Linked DNA regions of Pan troglodytes: region 1 is linked to region 2. A link is a contact called in public capture Hi-C data. All regions are on one chromosome and are shown on one strand. Each heading gives the region's core, a stretch centred on a gene start, on an enhancer-like site or on the middle of the called end of the contact. The rest is flanking DNA. Distances are from core to core; before and after follow the strand shown.

Region 1 (6,005 bases), core at 1,840-4,339, 97 kb after region 2:
ATTACAGGTGTTATTTCTGTGAGAAAGATTATGTGTGATTTATGTGTTCTAGCCAGTTTACTCAAAGAGGCAATCTCAGCCTTACAATGAAAGATGTGGCAAACAGATATATGCTTTTAATTAAAAATTACATGTACATATAAGTGACATATTATTTTCTCACCCTAATGAATGTTTCCTTGACCAATGCACCACTGGTTCTGATTATTTAAGAAGGCATCTGCTCTTCCATCTTTTTGGAATGGGGGTCATAAAGAAGGTCATAGTACCTTGCTTTTTTTTTTTTTTTTTTGGTCACTCAGTACATTTTTTCCCTGTAATAATACTTAATAGCTCGATTCTGTACTTTTTCTAAATAGTTATGAGCTGTATCCTATTGCTCAGATCTTAAACACTTCTGTCATGAGGCTACTGCACTACTCAGTTTCTTAAATTATCCTCAGTCTATCAATTCCAAGCCTGCCTGTATGGAACTGTCAGAGATGTTTGAAGCAGAGCAACTCCATCTTGAATAGGGGCTATGTAAAATAAAGCTGAAACCTACTGGGCTGCATTCTCAGACAGTTAAGGCATTCTCAGTCACAGGATGAGATGGGAGGTCAGCACAAGATACAGGTCATAAAGACCTTGCTGATAAAACAGCTTGCAGTACAGAAGCCGGCCAAAACCCACCAAAACCAAGATGGTGATGAGAGTGACCTCTGGTGGCCCTCACTGCTACACTCCCACCAGAGCCATGACAGTTTACAAATGCCATGGCAACATCAGGAAGTTACCCTATGTGCTCTAAAAAGGGGAGGCATGAAAAATCCACTCTTTATTTAGCATATCATCAAAAAACCACCACAAAAATGGGCAAGCAGCAGCCCTCGAAGCTGCTCTGCCTATGGAGTAGCCATTCTTTAACCCTTTACTTTCCTAATAAACTTGCTCTCTCTTTACTGTATGGATTTTCCTCAAATTCTTTCTTGTGCGAGATTCAAGAACCCTCTCTTGGGATCTGGATCCGGACCCCTTTTCAGCAACATCTTTCTGGTGACCACAAAGCCACAATACCTAGGAAACCCCCGATCCAAAGGCTAACTTTGAGTAAGTGGTGGGATCCAGTAACAGAATCTGGAGATCTCTATGATCTGATCCTACCCATCCTGATTTCCCATATTTCTTATTGCTGTGGACTAAATGATTGTGTCCTCCCAGAATTCCTGTCTTGAAATCCTAGCCCACAAGGTGATGGTATTAGGAGGTGGGGCCTTTGGGAGGTGATTAGGTCATGATTGGGATTAGTGCCCTTATTAAAAAAGACCCCAGAGAGCTCCCATGTCCCTTCTACCATGTGAGGACACAGCAAAAAGGCACTGTCTATGAACCAGGAAACAGAATCACCAGACATGGAATCTGCTGGTGCCTTCATCTTGGACTTGCCAGCTTCTAGAACTGCTTATAAACCAATCTATGGTATTTTGGTATAGCATCCCAGACTAAGACACCCAGCTAGGCAAACATTCTGCAAATAATAGGAACACAAACCCCATGCCACACCGTAGCATGCCATATTTATTCCCACCTTTGTGATTACTCTTACTTCTCACCTGGGATGTCTTTCCCAATCCCCTGTGCCTATGCACATTGCATACATGTTCAGTGATCAACTCCCATTCCACTACCCCTCCAGGTGTGCCAGATCATCTTGATTTTTTCTTCTTACAAAGATAATGCCTTCGTTTTTCTCAATTCCCCTAGAGTACATAGCACAGTAATGAGGGAGGGAAACTAGATACTGTAAAAACAGTTGAGAACGAATTCAACTATTAGATAGGGTTCCCTGGGAAAACTGCTCTTAGATATATATCCATTTATGGAACACTAAGTCCAAATGTATTTGTTCTAGGTATTTTAATGTCAATCTTCAAGTACTAAAGGATAAACTCTAGCATCAAACTCTCTGCATCTTCCCTACTTCACCCATTCCTCACCTCCCCTTTATTGTCAAGTGTCTAGGGTCACCTTTACGGATGATTCTGCCGCCTGACCACACAATAAAATTCCTTGGCACCCAGAAGGACATTAATAATTTTTTAAAAATTGCCAAAAGCTTTCTAATTCCCACATCTTAGTCTTGTCTAAACTATTTTATTTACTTTCCCCTCCATTGCTCCTTACTTAAAATGTCTCTCCTTTCTATGGTGTTTGGGTTTCTCTCTCTTTTTTTTTTTTTTTTTTTTTGAGACAAGAGTCTTCACTCTGTCACCCAGGCTAAAGTGCAGTGTTGCAGTCTCGGCTCACTGCAACCTCCGCCTCCCGAGTTTGGATGATTCTCTTGCCTCAGCCTCCCAAGTAGCTCAGAGAGACTACAGACATGCACCACCATGCCCGGCTAATTTTTGTATTGTTAGTGGAGATGGGTTTCACCATTTTGGCCAGACTGGTTTCGAACTCCTGACCTCAAGTGATCCGTCCGCCTAGGCCTCCCAAAATGCTGGCATTACAGGCATGAGCCACCATAACCAGCGCATTTCTCTAAGTTTACTAGCCACATTTTTCTCTCCTTAAATGCAGATTCCCCAACTTTTCTTTTGGCTTTTTGTTTTCATTCACAGATTGTGAATATGCAGTCAAATGTGGGCAATTACCCTTTCTGAGTACACACCAGGCACCACTAAGTCTGGATGTCCTCAGCAGCAACAGGTGAGGTGAGTTGTGATCAGCAACAGGTGAGTCTCTTAATGACCTCCGGAGGCCTCGCTGCTAGAGAACTTCACTACTGCCCCCCTGGAGGGGACATAAGGCATAATTCAGGAGGGCTGTTAATTTTACTGTTCCTGGAGACGGAGCTCTTTTGTGGAGTCCTGCTGAGCAGCCTGGATCATAGACTCCAATCCTCCATATGGTGAGTGCTTTCTGAGCAGCCCCTAACTACTGATGAGAGACTCCTGAGAGGAATCTAAGCCCTCCTCCTCCTGGGTGTAAAATCTGCCATCGGGGTCCTACTTGCCTCTATGGCTTCAAATATGACCTTGTCGGGACTCAGAAAGTGATACCCCAAAGACTGGTGCCTTGACATGCTTAGAGGCCTTAGAAGCTGCCTCAGAATCAAGGTCCGTCTAACCTGGTCTTGTCCCACCCCCATCCAGCGCAGGACACAAGAACGGACTTGCTCTGGAATTTCCTCATCTGGCCAAGAAAGTTTAACAGTCACAGTACGCAGGGGTCACCAACAGAAACACAACTGTTTCCCTCTCCTCCCTGAAATTTCATTATCTCAGAAAAGAAGACTGAGGAATGCCACCACATCTGAGAAGACTCCTTCACAAGATAATACCTGCCTCTTGGGCTCATTCAAATTTCAAGAAAAAAATCATTTCCAAGCTGACTTCTGTCCATTCATTTCCTCTAATGATTGACTGCCCCCTCAAAAGAAATGCCTACATCCCCCCCATCTCCCCGCTCCCCTATGAAAAGGGTATGTACGATTCTGTATTGCACTAGGTTATTGGGTAATCATCCTCCTGTGAGTTCCCCGTGCTATGCCTGTTAACATTTTGTATGTCTTTTCTCCTATTAATCTGCCTTTGTCAGTTGATTCTCGACGAACCTTCAGAGGGGAAAGGGGGAAGTTCTCCCTTGGCCCCTACAACCTCAATGCATATGGCTTCAAAAATTCTCTCTCTAGCCTGCGCTTCTTTTTGGAGTCACCAATTGGGAATTCCACTGTCCTACCAAACATCACAAATCAAGTTTATCACTTTTCCTTCAACCAAGCAAATATTTCTCTTTGTGGATCCTGTCCGTCTCATATAAAGGTAGCATCATTTCCCAGTTCTCTCTCCTGGAAATCTTTAAAATGATCAGTTTCCCTTATCACATCCCTGCAGTCCTATTTGTCATCATATAGTTTACCTCTGAAATAGTTCATAAGCAATCTTTTCCCCCTGGTCTCCCTGCTGTCAGACGGGTCTCCTCTCTCACAGGGTCACATTTAAATGACCTCCCTTATGGGTTTTCCCTGCCCTTTCTTTGACCTCTTCAATTAATCTTTTTCAATGCAAATGGTATCTTCTCTCTGCTTAAACAGAGGGACACATCACTCATTCTCTCATTTCAAATACGCTCAGGCTTTGAACTCTTTCTATGAAATAGAATAAAGCCCAGATTCTTTGGTCATGCATAGCCTCCAGGGTCTGGCCCTGGCCTCATTTTTCCTCCCCACGTCTACTGCTGTTAAAAACTCTGTTCCAAACACACAGTCACAGTAAGCAGGGGTCACGTATTTCCAAGCCTTCATATGCTTCCCTTGGCCTGGAACCCTCCTGATCCCTCTTTCCTACCCAAAGCATTCTCATCTTTTAAGAAAAGGCTAAAATACCATTTCTTTTATAACATCCTACGCAGTTCCCTCCTTCCCCTGTACTAGCACAATACATTACAGGTACTTTTCTCCAGGTTGTTTAATTCTGCTTGTATAAGTTTGTTTTGTTTTAAAATATGTCCGAATCTCCTATCATCCCGAAATCTGTTTAAGAACTTAAAAAAAATCATTTTAATCAAAATTGCTTCCAAAGGCACTTAAATTGATGCCTTACTCACCAATGGGACCCAAAAATGTTGGTGAGATACAATTAAGTCTTTATTGTTTACCCCTCTGCTTTCTCAGGATGACAGAGCTTGCTAGGGAAACGCGTTCTAACAACTGGCTTGGATGATTACTGCTCAAGGGAGGACCACACAACTACACAGTGAATAAAAAGAAGCCAGAGAAATGGGGCAAAATGAAGATCTTTGTCCTCAGTTTGCCCTACTCCAGCCTCACCTCTTTAAACTGCCTTTATTTTAACTAGTAACTACACAATCTTCTTCTTTTAGCTTTGAGAGTTAAACGGCTTGAAGACGTTCAACTCTACAGGCTATTAAATAACATTTATAGGAGGCCATTGGTTTGGACTGAGCTCCTGCACTAGACTCAACAGGCCAAACCAAAATGGAATCACCCTTGCTGAAGTTACACACCACTGAAACCAAGCTGTTTAATAACTGACCTTCTGAGAAATCAGGAGAGAGAGAGAATACCAAATCCCCAAACAGGCCAGTTTAAGCAAGCATAAGGAAGTTCCCTCTGCTTTAACCTTTACAAGGAAAATTAACTTTGAAACAACCAATATGCTTTTTGTTCTATTTCTGCTTTCCTCTACCCTTTCTATTAAGCCAACTTCCTTTGCTTGACGTTGTCTGATTCTAGAACAGCAAAAGCCAATTAAAAACTTTAAATTTGATGTCATTTTGTCTTTTGACAAAGTAAAAAAGATTGTCCAGTGTCACCCGAGACGAGGAGCAGTGAAGACCAACACCCATTAGCCCAAAGGTAGAGCATCTGCAACTTGACTGATGGAGGTAAGGGCCCCACCTTCTCGAGAAACAGAGACAACCAAGGAGAGGGAAACTAACCTGTAGGTCCTAACTGCTTGGCAGAAGGAAGTCCACTAAGGGGCCCCTACTGTAGGAGCAGCCAGGTTAACAGCCTTCACGGGCAGGTCTCATCACCTCCCCCCAGGAGGCTGTCTTCAATTCTGCGTAAGTCCTCCCCGGGCCAGCTAGACCACCTGTTGCTGATCTGACGCGCTCCTGCACCTTTTCAAGAAGAGGCCAGAATTCACAAGCCAGGAGATCAGCTCAGTGGGCAAAGGGGCTGTAAACCAAAATGTGATTGCCTTTCACTAAACTCCCATAGTCCCATAGTTTTTTTTTAACATATTGAAGAGGCGCATCTATGCACAGACTTGCATAGATGGCTTGGATGATTACTGCTCAAGGGAGGGCCACACAACTACATAGTGAATAAAAATAGGCCAGAGAAATGGGGCAAAATGAAGATCTTTGTTCTCAGTTTGCCCTACTCCAGCCCCATCTCTTTAAACTGCCTTTATTTTAACTAGTAACTATACAATCTTCTTATTTTAGCTTTGAGAGTTAAAAGGCTTGAAGACGTTCAATGCTACAGGCTATTAAAT
Region 2 (6,215 bases), core at 418-2,917:
GAGCTGGCTTCATAGTATAGACCTTTCTCACGAATGCTTCACGCCTAGCCCAGCCAAAGAACTGCGCCCTACATTGCATTCTTTCCTGTGCCTTGTTGACACCCTGCGGTTTCAGTGTGCGGACCCTTGTCTGTCACTGCCTTAGATGACTGTTGTAGACCCTCACCTTTACGGAGTACAGACGTATTATCTCAATTTCCCTTGTCGTCTGGTTCTGCCCTCCCTCACAAAATCAATCCTCCAGGGACAAAGCTTCCTCCTATACTACGTCATGATGCTGAAATCCTTCCCCTCCCCTCCATCTCTCAACTTACCTCGACAACTATCTCTTTCTCTCTCTCTCTCATGCTCATGCGCGCGCAAACACACACATACACACACTCACACGTGTTTTCTTTAAAGGCTTAAATTTTCCATAACAGTGGGGGGTTCCCAAGGAAAAGGGGTGAAAGTTTTAAAAATAGGTGCTTGCTGGGTAATTTGCCATTAAACATCAGGGCACCATTCTAGTAGGGAGATGGCTGTTAACCCCTTCACTTCTGCTCGCCAGGGTCCTGCCCTCAGCACCTCAGGGAGGGCTGCCTCCCCGAGATCAGCAGCTGGGGAGGTGCGGGCGGGGGTCGGGGTGACAGCCAAGCTAAGTGGAGGTCCCAGGAGGCTGGACGTAATAACCACAGCGACTGTGGTTGCTCCGCCCGGTCCTCTGGGGGCAGCCAGAGCCTTCCCAGGTTTTGCCTTCGCCCGGTCCTCGCCCTTCAAAGCTGGGTAAGGTCCAGCCGTCCACCTGTGGCTGTCCTACAACAAAACCACTTCCAGGAAAAGGAAGGGGTACGTGACAGGCCGAAGAAGTCAGGCTACAAACCGGATGACAACCGTAAGGAAGAAAGAAAAGAGCAAGCCACGGGGGTTCTCATAGGGTTAACACAGCCTGGCATACACAAAGGATGAGGGTGAGGGCGAGGCAAAATGAGAAATCGGGTGCAAGGAGTAGGGGAAAAAAACCTTCCAGCCTTTCTTTTTGCATCCAGAGGTACATTTTCATTTCAGAGTAAACCCAGCCACAAATGAGGGTAGCTGGGAGCATGTCCCTTCTTAGGCAGCTGAGAGGATGAAAGAGCCTCCCAACGCCTTTGATGCAGGCTGCATATTCGAGCACATTTTGAAACGTGCATCTGTGCTGTGTTGGGCCTGGAACCCCGGCGGCTCGGGGCTGGCTGTGGGCGGGTGAGAAGGAAAACGTTGCCTGGCGTTACCCGCGTCTGGAATGGGTTCCCGGAGCAGCGCTAGGCAAAACCCGGAGTGGATCTTGGGAAGAAAAGCAGGCGCTGCTCCCGGGCTCAGCACTCGGTTTCTTAGGCGCCGAAAGGTCCACCGTTTGCACACACCACCCCTGAGGGCTCGCGAGCGGTGGGAACCTGGAAGGGGCCAAACATGCTGTTCAGAATAATTTAGGAGGTAGAATATTCCTCCTGCTTGGTAGTGTGAAATCACTTATTTATGGCTTCCATTCAGTCTCCGGTTTGCAGATAATCCCCCTTTCTAAGCGGTGAAACTCATGAATGTTGATCGTGCAAATCAAGCTGACACTAGCAGCTTTTGTCCACCAGGGCATACATCAAGGCCTGCCTTCTCCCCAGCACGTTTCCCCCTCCTCGCCATGCGCATCCCAGGCTCCCGGATTCCTGAAAGGCGCGCTCCGCCCCAAAGCGACCTGAGGGTCTCTAGCAACAATCCAGGGGCTTGTCTGCCAAGCGCTCGGGCCCCACTTGGAGCGTCCTGTTCAGAGCCTCAAAGAGACGCCCTGAAGACAAATGGCCCCGACAGGAGGAGGTCACCCAGCGAAGGGCTGCGGGAGCTCTAGACCCTCGCCCAGAGGCCTAGGCGCTCGTTCTTAAACACGCAAACCGAGCCAAGCCGGGACAAAACCCGGCTCCGAGGAAGGAAGCAACGAAACAATCGCATTTATGTAAAGGGAGGATCGAGGAGAGAGAGAAAAGGCAAAGCCAGCCAGGATGCGAGGATTTGAAATAATGAGATCAGACGGGGGACGGCGGATGTTAACTACACCCACAGAAGCCATCAATAAAAGAGGCTTTGCTAGAAGTCAAGCCGACCGCTGGTTTTTAGAGTGGCTAGGTGGTAACTCTGGATCCTGCTGTAATAAGATACTTTTTAATTAATGCTAACGAGCTAATGTTATTAACTGCTCAAAGCTCCAGAGGAGTAGGTGCGAACTGCAGACCAAATATGTCTTTGGGTGTTGTGCGATGAATGTGACCGCTGAACGAATTAAGAATAGTCAGAGGCACCCTCATTCTTAGGGATCCAGGCTCATGAATAAAGATATTCATGCGGCCTGGTGCGGTGGCTCACACCTGTAATCCCAGCACTTTGGAAGGCAGAGGCGAGTGGATCACCTGAGGTCAGGAGTTCGAGACCAGCCTGGCCAACATGGCGAAACCCCATCTCTACTAAAAATACAAAAATTAGCCGGGCGTGGTGGCATGCACCTGTAGTCCCAGCTACCTGGGAGGCTGAGGCAGGAGAATGGTGTGAACCCGCGAGGTGGAGGTTGCAGTGAGCCAAGATCGTGCCACTGCACTCCAGTCTGGGTGACAGAGCAAGACTCTGTCTCAAAAAAAAAAAAAAAAAAGATACTCATGCTTAATTTAAATTGTATTATGTGGCAGTCTCCAAACTGGTCTCTGTAGCAGAGGCCACTCATTGTGCTTCAGAAAGTTACTGTTTACCTGTGTGTCTTTCTGTTGAGAACCATTTCAAAGCTGAGGTTGAGCTGTGGGAAGGATACATTTCCACACACAAGTCTGTACTTTAAAAAATTATCTTGGTTGCTTGGTACAGGATGAGTTACCAAGAGGGTCAGGATTCCTGCCGGCCTGGCAATATTTCCTGCTTCCCACCACCCCACCCACTTCCCCAATTTACAAGCCCTGCCCCCTCCCCTAAAGAAGACCTGTGAATGACAGGCTAGTCCTCTGCCTCCTGGTCCCAGCAAACAGGAGCACTGATTCTTGGCCTTTCTTAATCGACTTTGCTGTGACTCTGACCACCATAAAGTTCACAAGAGAAGAGATCATAAAGGATGGTCAAAGTCTAGTTTTCTGAACAGGAGAGATGATCAGAGTGACCATTTGGGGTTGGCACACATTTCCCAGACAGAGGGAATATGGCGAGTTAAGGCACCGTGGGAAGAATGTCATCCATATGTCATTGTTCACTCTTTTACATTAGTTATGTACTCCAGTCCTGGAATCCAAAGGTCAACAGAATGCAGCAAGTTAACTGCTGCCCTTCTGTGGGATGAATTCTTCGGGAACAATCTTGGCTTTGTCAGTGTTTCTTACCTGCATGCCTTCTTGGATCTTGGTGTTTTCTGTCTGTTGGCTTTGACAGTGTCCAGATTGGAGGTTATTTTCATCCATACAGTCTTCCTTCCCTCTCACTCCCTGGCCTTTGAAGAATGACCCCTCTCTGACTCCACATGGCTCTGGTAAATCAGGACATGTGACCAATAGGGAATATGACCAGGCCAATCCTATTCTCTCTTCCAGGAAATGGGATTTTCAATAGAGAGACCCAGGATATAAGAGGTTGAACAAATTATCCCGTAACTACACCCTAAGGACAGGGTTCCTAAGGGTTGTGAACCCTGGAGCTGCCCTGTTGCTGGTACCTTCCAAAACATATTCTTGAGCATTTCTCTCCATTTTACAGGCTTCAGAAAATATTTTTTGTTCTTGCTTAACTTCAATTAATACATTAATACACAAGTCATACAGAAAATAGCAAGTTTAGAAATCAATTTTTTGTGTGAAATACACATCCAGAAAACTTCATTAAAGTGTATTACGAACAACTATAAAGTGAACGTTACGTATGTGTTTACTACCAGGGTTGGGAAATGAATATTATCAGTAGCCCGGGTGCCCTCTCTAACCCACTGCATTCCTCTCCTTAATGATAAAACCACCTTGCTCTTCCCTAACTACTCTGCTAACATTCTTGATCATCATTTCCTTGCTTTGCTTTACAGTTTTATCACTGATGTATGTATCCCTACACATGTTGCTTAGTTTCATCTGTTTTAACATTTGTGTGAAAGGAAGGAGGATTTTGTGTCTTTACTCAACATTACATTTGTGAGAGTCATGCATGTTATTATGTATAGAAGTAGGTTATCCATGTTATTGCTGTAGGATAGTCCATTTGTAAACATATCACAGTTATTTATTAATTACATACCTGACAAACATTTGCATTGTTTCCACTGGGAATATTACAAACAGTGTTGCTATGAGCATTTTTATTTATGTCTCCTGATACATGAAATCAAATTTCTCCAGGGGAAATCTCTAGGAGTACAATTGCTGGGGTATACAGTTATGTACATCTTCACTTTTACTAGATAATGCCAAACTATTTTTCCAAAGTAGTTGATCCAATTTACAGCCCCACTTGCCCTAACAGAGAGTATGAGAGATTCTATTATTCTACATCCTCTCCAAACTTGGTATTTTCATCTTTTTAGCTTTGGCCCATCTGGCGACTTTGTTTTTATTACGATTACCAGAAAACTGAGGAGGTATGCAGCTTTCCATATTTGTATTGGACATTTTGTCTCCAAAAACTAATTACTATTTCTCTCTTTCTCTTTCTCTCTCTCTCTCACACACACACACATGCAAACACACATACATGTGTGTACATTAACAGTTCAACTTAAATGATCAAAATAAATAGATCAAATTTCATGTTTTATTCAACCACCAAATTCAAGGAAAATTGTGTTCAAATTTTCTTACAAATACATTTGTTGTTTAATCTATATTTACCTCAGCAGGTATCATTTCTTAAAACTTTGGGTGCTAATTAGGAACTCTTACTCTTGAAACTTTTTCGTTTGACTTTCCACTTGAAGATCTGCCTAACTTCACTAAAGCTTGACATTAATCCCTGCTCTTGGAAAATAACTATTTGCTTCATGCCTGTTGGGTGACATACACCTTAACCATAGATGCTAGCATGAAGCTGAACAAATATCCTTCAAAAAGGGCCTGTCATGAAATGAAAACTTTTGTGGGTTTTTTTGTTTTTGTTTTTTTGCCTGGTAGATTTGTCTGTTCATGTCTAATGAACATATAATGAAAACAGAATATAAGCCAGCCCTACCCAGGTATGACCAAACACACCTTTGCACCACTATATTTAGGCATTCAGCAAACTTCTTACTCTTTGCTCACTAGCCACCAATTTTTGTTCTGTGTTCTCCTCCTTGATCAATAAAAGAATAATGAGGAAATGTAAGGCATAATGACACTTAATGAGAACCTTCTAGGTGCTAAAACATTGGGATATGGTTTTGGGTTCTGTTCCAGCCCAGGGGACCATCTAGAACAGGAATGGCAAATTGGTTTCATTTCACATGTCAGTTCCAATTTGCAATAATGTATGGGAAAAAAATCCAAAGTCACATCTGGGTTTAGGAAAGACTGTCATGACAGTTTAGTCACATCTGTTGTGGTGTGGGTGAATAGTTCTGTCATCTGCAATCTAGAGCGGTGGTTCTCAAATTTGGCTATCCCAAAGGGGACTCATCTGGGGAGGTTTTACATATACCAAGTCCAGGCACCACCCAAACCAACTACATCAGAAACTCTGGGAGTGGCCCAGGTATCTGTATTTTTTCAAAACCCTCAAGGTGATTCCAATGAGTAGGCCAGATTTGAGATGCATAGGTGTAGGGCAGTGTTACTTAAACCTGTTTTCATTATTCCCACACCCTCCATCACCACAGCCTTTCCAGGATCCTTTTAAGATATGTTTGTTCCCAATCGCCACCCCATGAAATTTTAATACCACAGATATACTGTGTATGTGTTTATATGCTGTATGTATATCTGTACTTTATACATAAAAAGGGTAAGATTTTGTCAATTCCCTCCACCCTACAGCCCTTGATCAATTTTCACCCCCTTGAAAGCAGTACTGGCCCTGTTGAGAATCCATGATCTAGAGAACAAGAAATAGCTTTTAGAGAATGATTTATAGTAGCAAAAATAATACTTGGTACAGTTTGAGATTCGGGTGTTTATAATTTACTCTTTGAAAGCAAAACTGCCATTGTAAGCATAGCAGTGGAGGTACAAAATTAAGCACTTTGGCCATGGATTCACTCGATTATGTTGTTAATAGAT

What was found. Capture Hi-C pulls out chosen DNA fragments and counts their contacts.
Region 1: a capture Hi-C map of stem cell-derived neural stem cells shows a contact between it and region 2, with 2.8 times the contacts expected there. The contact joins two enhancer-like sites. A contact is called at or near these places in 2 of 7 Hi-C or Micro-C datasets (induced pluripotent stem cells and stem cell-derived neural progenitor cells), 1 of 1 datasets of contacts at active chromatin or transcription factors (stem cell-derived excitatory neurons) and 1 of 1 other capture datasets (stem cell-derived neural stem cells).

Annotation. Positions count from the first base shown.
Region 1 is chr11:113,789,347-113,795,351 of NHGRI_mPanTro3-v2.0_pri, forward strand. The region is part of intron 27 of SMARCA2 (SWI/SNF related, matrix associated, actin dependent regulator of chromatin, subfamily a, member 2); the gene reads right to left. Among named protein-coding and RNA genes, the nearest start is that of SMARCA2, 130 kb to the right of the region's middle. Within about 2 kb of position 3,090, at least 2 of the 24 cell types and tissues checked have an H3K27ac peak or open chromatin away from gene starts, as enhancers often do. A contact at or near this core is called in stem cell-derived neural stem cells, where this site is marked.
Region 2 is chr11:113,693,869-113,700,083 of NHGRI_mPanTro3-v2.0_pri, forward strand. No RefSeq gene overlaps it. Among named protein-coding and RNA genes, the nearest start is that of SMARCA2, 220 kb to the right of the region's middle. Within about 2 kb of position 1,668, at least 23 of the 24 cell types and tissues checked have an H3K27ac peak or open chromatin away from gene starts, as enhancers often do. A contact at or near this core is called in stem cell-derived neural stem cells, where this site is marked.